Linked DNA regions of Mus musculus: region 2 is linked to region 1. A link is a contact called in public Hi-C data. All regions are on one chromosome and are shown on one strand. The core of a region is the stretch at or near the end of the contact, and the rest is flanking DNA. Distances in the headings are between cores, read along the strand shown.

What was found. A called contact is a pair of places that touch in the nucleus more often than the background predicts.
Region 2: a contact with region 1 is called in a Hi-C map of the N1E-115 cell line, with 2.0 times the contacts expected there. The contact joins two enhancer-like sites. A contact is called at or near these places in 7 of 484 Hi-C or Micro-C datasets (the N1E-115 cell line, cortical neurons, liver and 3 more).

Annotation. Positions count from the first base shown.
Region 1 is chr6:139,875,846-139,881,030 of GRCm38.p6, forward strand. All of the region lies in intron 26 of Pik3c2g (phosphatidylinositol-4-phosphate 3-kinase catalytic subunit type 2 gamma), which reads left to right. Among named protein-coding and RNA genes, the nearest start is that of Plcz1, 160 kb to the right of the region's middle. Within about 2 kb of position 2,631, at least 40 of the 459 cell types and tissues checked have an H3K27ac peak or open chromatin away from gene starts, as enhancers often do. A contact at or near this core is called in the N1E-115 cell line, where this site is marked.
Region 2 is chr6:140,093,887-140,098,537 of GRCm38.p6, forward strand. Gm30056 (a long non-coding RNA gene) reads right to left here. Exons shown (of 3, transcript XR_001785445.1): 2 at 2,492-2,664. Among named protein-coding and RNA genes, the nearest start is that of Gm30056, 5.0 kb to the right of the region's middle. Within about 2 kb of position 1,660, at least 10 of the 459 cell types and tissues checked have an H3K27ac peak or open chromatin away from gene starts, as enhancers often do. A contact at or near this core is called in the N1E-115 cell line, where this site is marked.

The sequences.
Region 1 (5,185 bases), core at 1,381-3,880:
TTCATATTAAGAAATTCAGGGTCAAGAATACAAACTCTGGAGTTGGAGAGATGGCTCAGCGGTTTAAAAGCATAAACTTCTCTTGCACAGCACCCGAGTTCAGTTCCCAGCCCTCACACCCGGCAGCTCACAAGTCCAACAACTGCCTTTAACTTCAGCTCCAGGGATATGATGCACTTGTCTGTACTCCACAGGGACCTGCATGCAAATAGGCACAAAACCACATACACACACATGCACATTTACCTCACAACGAAATAAGTCTAAACATGTCACTGATGAGTTAGTGAGCAGACTGTAGATTGATGCGTTGAGTGTCATGCATTGGTTCTGCTGAGCTTTGGGTCCGGAAGGATTCAGTGTTTTCTCCCAATGTCCATAGCAAAGAGATGAGAAATAGTCATGTGGTAAAAGGAAAGAAGTGGCCAATAGAAATATCTTTTGGAAAATGATATAATGATTTCTTTAAGTGCATACATCCATTGTAACAATTACATCCATCCACAGGAGAGTAGCATACCACTAGTTTATCTATCTGTGTTTTTTGGAGTAAAAAATGGCTGGCTTAGAAACTTCAATTCTGCTAGTAGATGTTGAGGAGACAAATTTGGTGGTTGGATCTCCCTAATTTTGAATGCAGGCTTAGCATTTAAAGGTTAAATTTATACTTAACCTATGTACTGTTTCCATTTAAAATGAGGATAATAACTTTTACCTTATGGAATTGATGGATAAATTGCCTGATAATAAATGCATCATATGGACCAGGCATTATGCTAAGATATTAATAGATTAATTTTCATAACTCTAGCTGATAATTAACATAAAGGATTTATGATAGTATCTGCCATATAGTAGAGTTCAGTTAATTAATGTGATAATATAAGATAATTGTTAATTTACTTTAAATACTGTCAGGTTAGGAATATATTTCAGTTGGTAAAGTGCTGGCCCAGCACTGAAGACAATTGGCTGTGGTGCTACACACTTGTAATTCCAAAATGCAGAACCTGGGAGAAAGAGGCAGGAGGGTCAGAAGTACAAGGTCATCTTTGGTTACAAAGCAAGTTTAAAGCCAGCCTGGACTACATGAAATCTTGACTCAAAAATCAATCAACCAACCAATCAAAGCAATCAATTAAAAAATGAACTGACCATTACAAGATCACGCACTCACATGTAAAATTCAAATTAGTATTCATTAAAACTGAAGGGTCAATTTCTCAATTTTACTAATTACTTCATAATTCAGGGGGATTTTTTGTGTTCTTTTGGTTTGGTTTGGTTCAGTATTTTTTTTTTATTCTGTGATAGGAATTGAGCCTGCATCTCTCCTACTGAGTAACATCCCCAGGCATCAGGATCTCCAACTGTAGCCAGGAATTTTTCTTTATAGATCTTTGTTCTAGTTCCCAATTCTCTTTTTCTCTATTGCTTTTATGGGATGGCTTACAGCTCATAACAAGCTAATTCTATGACACAGAGAAAACTAACTCTACAAGCACTAAATCAAGGAAAATGACTTTATTTATATAATGAATTTCTAGGCACTATCAATTCTCATGTACTGTCAAACTCTGGCATGATCTAGTTGGACTCTCCCAAGATCTTACTCATGAGTCCATGAGCTCTCAAGAGCCTACTATGTGCTAGGAACTATTAATGAGAGGATAAAATATAAAACCTAGAGACTTAAAATTTTAAGTTGAAGAGTGATGATAAAATTTGTGCATATAAGTAACTGAGGATCCCAGCATTTGTAAGTGAAAATCATACTGTACTGGAGTGCACATACTGGGGTGTGTGGTTCTTGGTTTCTAGCCAGTTTCCCTGTTTTACTCCAGTATGTACATACTCTAGTATATAAGAGTCCTCTGTGACTCTTCAGATAAAGTCTTCAGTGGTTATTTCAGGACCACACACTGTCTAGCTAAAACCTCTTTTAAATTAAAACCAAATTTAAATTTGTAAAAAAAAAATTCTGCTTTCTATATACACATTTAATATGACCTTTTTCTCCATTCTGACTCTTGTGTTGATGTCTTTAAGCACAGTTCAATGCACTACACCATGACCCAGTTACAAGTTGAGAAATGCCTGGCCCGGGTCATCAAGGCTGGCTTCTGCAAATGATCAATACCCAGGATCATGAGGCACAGGCGTGCAGTCGGTTCAATGTGGAGTTAATGACCCGTCCCCAGCAGAAAGCATCTTGTTGCCAGATATCTGCTGTGCTTTTGTTTCCACATGGGAAAAGCAAGCAAGGAGTAATCTATGTAATTCTCATCTTGCTTAAAAGCAACATCTGTAGGAGACCCAAGTGTGCTCCTGGCTGAGTTCACCAATATAAAAGCCTGTGCCTCCTCAGCTCTTCTCCCATTAAAAAAATCAATATGAACTATTATGGAAGACTCTCAAAGAACACAGGGACCATTCACCGGCTTCAAATGTTTATCACTCCCATTATTATATCAGAGATTTCCCAGCAGAAATCTTTCTCGATTCCCTATATGGTAAGGAAAGAGCACTGCTTCCCTAAGCGAAGCTATTAAAAGAGAGCTGGACTTAGTAGCAGGAGAATAGAAACAAAACAAAACTCCTGTCCTTAAAAACACATGACTCATCCATCCAGTGTTGGCTCATATCTGTACCAGCTGCCTTTTCTCTTCCTGCTGCCCCAGTTACACATATCACCCATGCACTCTGTACAAAAACACTGAAACACAGTTGCATTGGATCAGATACAGCTAAGTGGAAGATGATAGATAGATAGATAGATAGATAGATAGATAGATAGATAGATAGGTGGCTTTGTATTTTATTGTATTATAAAGACTCAAAGACTCCTTTCAAAGGAATAGGACAGGAAACGAGACTTGTTACATATATTCAGTCATATGATGGAAAGAGAGTTGGACTCATCGGTTTTGTCATAGTATGCATGTGTCAGCAGATAGATAGATAGATAGATAGATAGATAGATAGATAGATAATAGATAGATAGATAGATAGATAGATGATAAAAATATATAAATTGGCAGAGGAGAAAGTAAGTATACTATGTGACCCAATAAAAATATTTGACAGAGTCCTGAACAAGCTATTGTGAGTCCAGAGAGACTAGAATGTAATTCAGACTCCACAGAACTCTGTTCTTAGCAAATAAATGTTCATGCAGTGGTTAAAACAAGAATCTTTCTCAGTCAGTCCATAGACATCTCTGAAACATCCAGTGCTAGACAAGAAAAAAGCTAATCTAGATTCTACTTGCCATAGGAAATGTGTAGCTCTAGAGCTGAGTTTTGTTATTTAGTAGTATTAAGTTTGCCATAGTGAGGCTTTAAAACATAATAATACTTAGTGTTTCTCTAATCATTTATTCATTCACCTATGCAGTCATTATGCACTAGATGTTCAATAGATTCCACTTGCTAAAAAAGCACCATGCTAGTGCTTAAACAATTTCAATACAAAGTAAAGGTCCAGTTGTCTTCTCAAGGAACTTCATATCTGACATGAACAAAAATGATCAAAACTGGAAGATAGGACTTTAAAAGTGGTCAAAGTAAGATAAAGACTTCCAATAGTCAAGAAAGGAAAAGAAAAGGTATTCTTAGCCAGGATATATATACATAGTTATATAGTTATATAATTATGTAGTTATATATAGTTTGAGAGAGAGTTATATATAGTTATATAGTTTTATAGTTGTTGAAGAATTAACTAGATCATATATATATTTATATATATATGACTGATAAGAGTTTCCAAGTTTTACATTATGAAGGAGTGTAAAGACAGAGTACAGACACCACTGAGTAGTGCATAGGGAGATGAAAAAATGACCAAGTGTTTGTAGTGAAGAGAGTACCATCATTTTGCTCAGATTTTGGGCTCACAATTCAGAAGTTATGACAGTAATTTATTTCCACCATCAGGTGTAAAGAAAAGTTAGCGAAACCATTTAGGCATCATATAGATGTAAATTGCTGTGATAATGCCTGCAGTGAAGGCTGGGAAGGAATGTAGCAGGCTGCTAAGTGTTTTTAATGAAATTAATAACTGCTGTAGAGAATCAGAAAAAAAAGAGAAAATGAAACATGGCTTTCTTCCTGGTTGGGTATTGACACCACTGTAAATCAAGATAAGAAGCAGGGATGAGGAGAAAAGCCAGGAGTGAGGAGAATTTGCTCGTTTTAAACCATGGTTCCAAGAACTGGATTCAGGTGGTCGGCTTGGACATAAGCACCTGTACCTGATGAATCATCTCCCTGGCCCGGAATTGCTCACGTTTACAAACAGCAAAGTTAAGATGCCAGGAATAACCCAGGAGGGCAGGCAGGAGACTCATCTCTAGGACTGGCAGTGTTGGCTTGGTCGCACTTACTTGTGCTAATGACTCCTCAGGCCACATCTGCAACTGTGGCTTTCAACTGTCACATCTCTCAATGTATCCAACCATTTAGACAAATTCTCTCTGTCTCTGTCTCTGTCTCTCTCTCTCTCTCTCTCTCTCTCTCTCTCTCTCTCTCTCTCTGTGTGTGTTTATATACATATATTCCATATCTATCTCTAGCTCTATATCATCTCTGTCTCTATCTCTATCTCCATCATCTACCTATAGGGATGTATGTATAAAGTTAATAGTTGTTTTGGCATTTGATCCCTTGGAGCAGGAGTGACAATAGATTGTGCCAGTAGATATGGGTGCTAGCAACTGATCTCAGATCCTCTGCAAGAGCAGCACAAGCTCTTACTAGTGAGTGATCGCTCCAACCCCACCTATGTATATTTAAACCCAATATTGTCTCCATTGCACACCACATTCTAGTCCAGCCTCTTCTTTGGCTTCGTGTACCCTATCTTTAATACCAACCATGGTGAACTGTCTTAGTTGTGGTACATGCTGAATAGTACTCTCTTGATTTTAGAATATGTGTTTTAAATCTTTACTATTGCTGAAATGTTTTACTTTGCCTCTGTTTTCTGGCACTCAGACACATAATATTCTGTGTTCTGGTAGATTCACAGGGATTCTTTCTTTTAGCACATCGAGAACACTGTGGTCTCTTCTGGGCGTGTGACCTCAAGCCTTACTGGGCTTACAGTGGCAATAATAGTTGCAAAATCACTTGTTTCCTACAGGAATTACCTATGACTTCACCGGTCCTCCATCACAACATAC
Region 2 (4,651 bases), core at 410-2,909, 220 kb after region 1:
GAGGAAGAGGAAGAGGAAGAGGGAGAGGAAGAGGAAGGAAGGAAGGAAGGAAGAGAGACAGAGAGAGAGAAAATTAAGAATAATTAAGAATTAAGTTCAAGGTAACAAGGCAAGCCTGGGCACCATAAAACCTTGTCACACATACATACATACATACATACATACATACACACACACACACACACACACACACACACACACACACACTTCTTTAGCTGGAAAACTAATGCTTATACAGCAGGTAGACACTATTTCTCCAAACTCAGAATATTACTTTCCATCATAGTAAATCACTGGTTTCTGTGTTTATTCCTGTGCATGATCCATCTATGTTTACCTCATTCTACAACGAATCAAAGCACAGCACTTTATATAATCACACAATGCGAAGGTGTTGGGTATCCTATTCTTGACCAAATAATCAAAGACATTAAGTTCAATTTTTCCCCCTAAATCTTGGGACTGAAAGAAAGCCCTGGTCTTCACCTGTGAAGGGCAGCATGGTCTATGTGATCTCTAGTCAGTTACAGAAAATGAACTGACTTTATTTTAAAAGGCTATTAACGGATTAATTCCATCTTCAGCAAGGCTTTGGTGATTCTTATTTCTCTAAGTCTACTTTCACTCGTCCTTCAGATTTTACTGCTTTATCTTTTGTGCATGGCTGGGGTCCACATTGCCAGTCCTTATCACCTAAATTGATGGACACGAGTTAGACTATAGGGATAACCGAAAAGCAGCAAGCCCGGAGAGTGCTGTGTAAGTCCCTTCACTCTTAATGTGCAACCATTTTAGCTAGTGCTCGAGAAAATCCTCTAAACCAATTATGTTATAAGCATCCGACAATTTGGATACCTGATACAGAGTCAGAATCCTAATTTAACCTCATCTGGTGTTTCTACGATGACTAAAGAGCTCGAAATTAATCTAAAAATTTACACCCATTATTCATACCCAGTTGGTGTTCTCGTTGTGATGCGGGAGAGAACATGATTAATTCGTGTGAAGCACCAAGGTCAAGTTTATTTTGGAAACAACACCCCATAGCATTAAGTTTATATTCAGTGACAGGTTAGACAGTGTCCGTGCTCATACTGGGATAATATGTAGAACCAATGGGAGCCATGCAACAATAACAAAAAAAGGTCACCGCTTGGTGACATTTCAAATACTGTATGAAAGAAAAAAAGATTGTACATTAGTTTTTAGCATATTTTAAGAGCTCAGTAATTTCTCTCTGTGTTAGTAGACTGATCTGTGGGGGGAAATACACTGTCACTTCCACTTCTAATCTCTCTCTATTTTCAAATAACCTTAGCATAACACAGCTTTAGCTCATTAACTATAGATATCCATCACTTTTCAAATTAGATATGCTTCATTGAATTTGGCCGCTGTGTGAATTAATACAGACTAAAGCTGGTATTTTTTTTTCACTGACCTCTCAAATATAATAGAAAAGTGATAACATTGAAAAGTTCCCTCCAGAAACTTTGGGCACAAGAGGGGTAAGAGAGGAAGAGTGGAGCCACAAGAGGGTCCCTTGGGGTAGAACCCTGCGCGGCTCTGGCTGTCATCAGTTTGAGAGTGAGCTGCAGGACTGATGGTCTGCTCCAGTTAGGAAAGTGACCAGGTGACGGGTGAAGCCTGGGCTAGAGGCAGTGTCCTGACGTCAGAACGCTCAGCCTCCACTCCAGGCCTGTTTCGCTCTGTATATGAAATGTCCCAGGCTGCATGTGTTTAAACACCGCCCCCTACCACCGCAGTTGCTGGAGCTATTTTGAGAGACTGACGAACTTCCAGTAGGTAGATAGAGGCTTACTGGTGGAAACAGGTCACCTTGAACATTGTGCCCCAGACCATGTCCTCAGCACAGCTAGGCGAGGAAGTAAGGAATCCAGGAGCAGGCTCCTGCCAGCATGGAGTCTGGGCCATGACAGGCTGTATCCCCTGACCCTATGAGCCAAGATAAGCCCTCTGTCCCTTAAACTTCCTCTTGTCAGACTTTCCAGTGTAGCAGTGAGAAAAAGTCCTACTGAGAAGCCCTCTCAAAACTCGCCCACTAGACAGGCAAGTGCACAACTCTAAAATGTTCAGCCCCGGAAGTCAGGCGACCTCATGCCCTGTTTTCTACAACAAAACAGAACTGACTTGAGTCATTTGGCTGCAAAATGTGGCCTGTAGCGCAGAGAGGTTATTTATAGACTTAATTAATGCCAGTTTGGGTGAATATTCATATTTCTATGCCAAGCTATGAATCTATTTGGACCCTAGAGAAACTTAGTAATTTGATTAAATTGCACATCTGTAAAAAATATGAGTAAAAAAAAGTTTAGGATCTATAAAGACTCAAATCTGATGTCTATTTAGAAACTAATAAACCAGGAGACATGGGTCATGCCTGGAATGTCAGCACACAGTAAACTGAGACACGATAATCGCTGCAAGCTCAAGGCCAGCCTAGACTACAACGTGAAACCCAAACACTTACCTGTACCTGTAGCTCAGTTGTAGAGAGACCAGCATAAATGAAGCCTTGGGTTCAATTCCCAGCACGAGCCTGCAGAGGCAGCGTTGATGAGGTAGAGGCAGGGAAACAGAAGTTCAATGCGATTCTCAACTCCACAGCAAGTGTGAAGCAGCCCGGGATGCGTGAGACCCTACCTCAAAGCAAACAATAACAAATTATGTCAATTGATTAATTTAAGATGAGGGAAAGGACAGCCCTGATTGGAAGATACTTGTATTCAAATTATCTTTATGTATGAGGTAGAGGTTTGTGGCAGTAGGGGTTGGGGAAGTCGGGGTCAGGGAAATGTATGAAATCGGAGCCATGAGCAGGGCCTGGCAAGAAGGATGCCACTACCTTGGACGAAGCAAAACTAAACTAAAACCCTTCCATTGCAAGATGTTGTGATAATGATGTTGTCTTTATAACACAGATAATAACCAAGAGAAACGTAACCTCCAGGGAATGGGAGAGGACATTTGAAACCCCAAGAGTCTAATTCAGTGTCCTTACATATTAAATGAAGTATTAAAAACAAGAGAGTTTGTTCAGATAGCTCAAGATTTGAATGTCTGAAATATTTACACATCTGGCCAAGTACATTTTTATCTTCTAGGAAACTACATTTTCTCTGCTGGGAGACCATGAGGAATTTGAATTTTATGTACACTTTCAGTCTTCCGCTACTTATGACTGCTCAGCAGGAGCCATGCTGAGCGTCTGGGTGGATGAGCCTTAATCAAAGAAGCCTTCGACTGTGTGGTGCGAGCAGTGCAGAGACGGACTTGACTGTCTTCCTCTGCTGTGGCACTTGACATTTGGTATGACTGGGGAGGACGCGGGTTTTCTTGGAGAGGAATTACTGAGAAGAGGATGGTAGTTTTAATTGTTACCAAGAATCAGGGAGGAAAAGCAACTCTAATTAAGCTCGGAATATGCTTTACAAATACCCTACTTTTTCCGCTTGAATCTTCTTTTATTTTCAATATTTAGCTCATTCTAATTAGAAAACTCCTTCTCCTGTTCTCGTATTTATATCAATTTGCTCATTCCCTTTTAGATTTGTGCTTCCTTCTGCTATATTCTCATGCTAAAAAAGTCCTCACAGGGAGCCCTTTGTTGCAGTTGGTGTGCTTGCTCCTTTGGATTTTATTTGTACCCGCCGTCTGCATGCACTTTTCTTCAAACCATGGGATATACTTGATAACGTGTGTGCACGTTATCTTCTGATAAGAGCACGCATCTGCCCGTAGAACAGTATACTGTCAGACAGCAAGCGAATCAAACCTTAGGAGGTGATTGCTTGAATTACAAAAGACATTCTTAAGTGATTCCCTTGGTCACTTCAAGCGTTTATTTACTCGACACCTGGACCTCTTTTAAGGAAAATGGTTAAGGTAGGCACTGAGAAATAAAGGTCACTCCTCAGAGAAATGTCCCCCAGGACAATCTGGGTAGTTGTTGGGAAAATGTCATTACACAGCCATTAGTGTTCACCTCGTCATTTAGACAAAACAGAACATCCTGGAAAGAGATAGCAGGGGCCAGGGCATTGTAATTGATAAATGCTCCACTAGCTACAGGTATAAAATAAGCCTGCTATTTCTGATTAATTAAACAGCATCTACTAAAATACAGTTTAATTGTTACCAAGAATCAGGGAAAAAAGCAACCTTAATTAAACTCGGTGGGTGACAAAAATATTAAAAACCGAAACAATAATTAAAAGGGCAGGGGACTAGGAAGGGGACTCCGCAGACAGAAGTTCAGCAGAGTGGGGGAGAAGTGACTGGATAAACAGCTGAACGTGACCACGATGCACACGTACACATGCCATGCTTGAACTGTCAAAGAATCTTCAAGGATTAAGAACAACCACCCAAAGAGCTATGCAGCAGCTTAGTCATGGCTGGAGAGATGGCTCAGCAGGACAGAAACCTTCCTACACAATCATGAGAACTAGAGGTCCGTTCTCAGCACCAGCATAACAAGCTCTTGGCAGCCCGCATGCACCTGTAACCACTCCCAGGCTTGCTGGCTTGCAGCTCAGCCAGTAAACATAAGGGGCAAGTTCAGTGCGAGACCCTGCCTCAAAGGAATAGAAATAATGACATGCATAAGAATACCCAACACCCTCTTTTA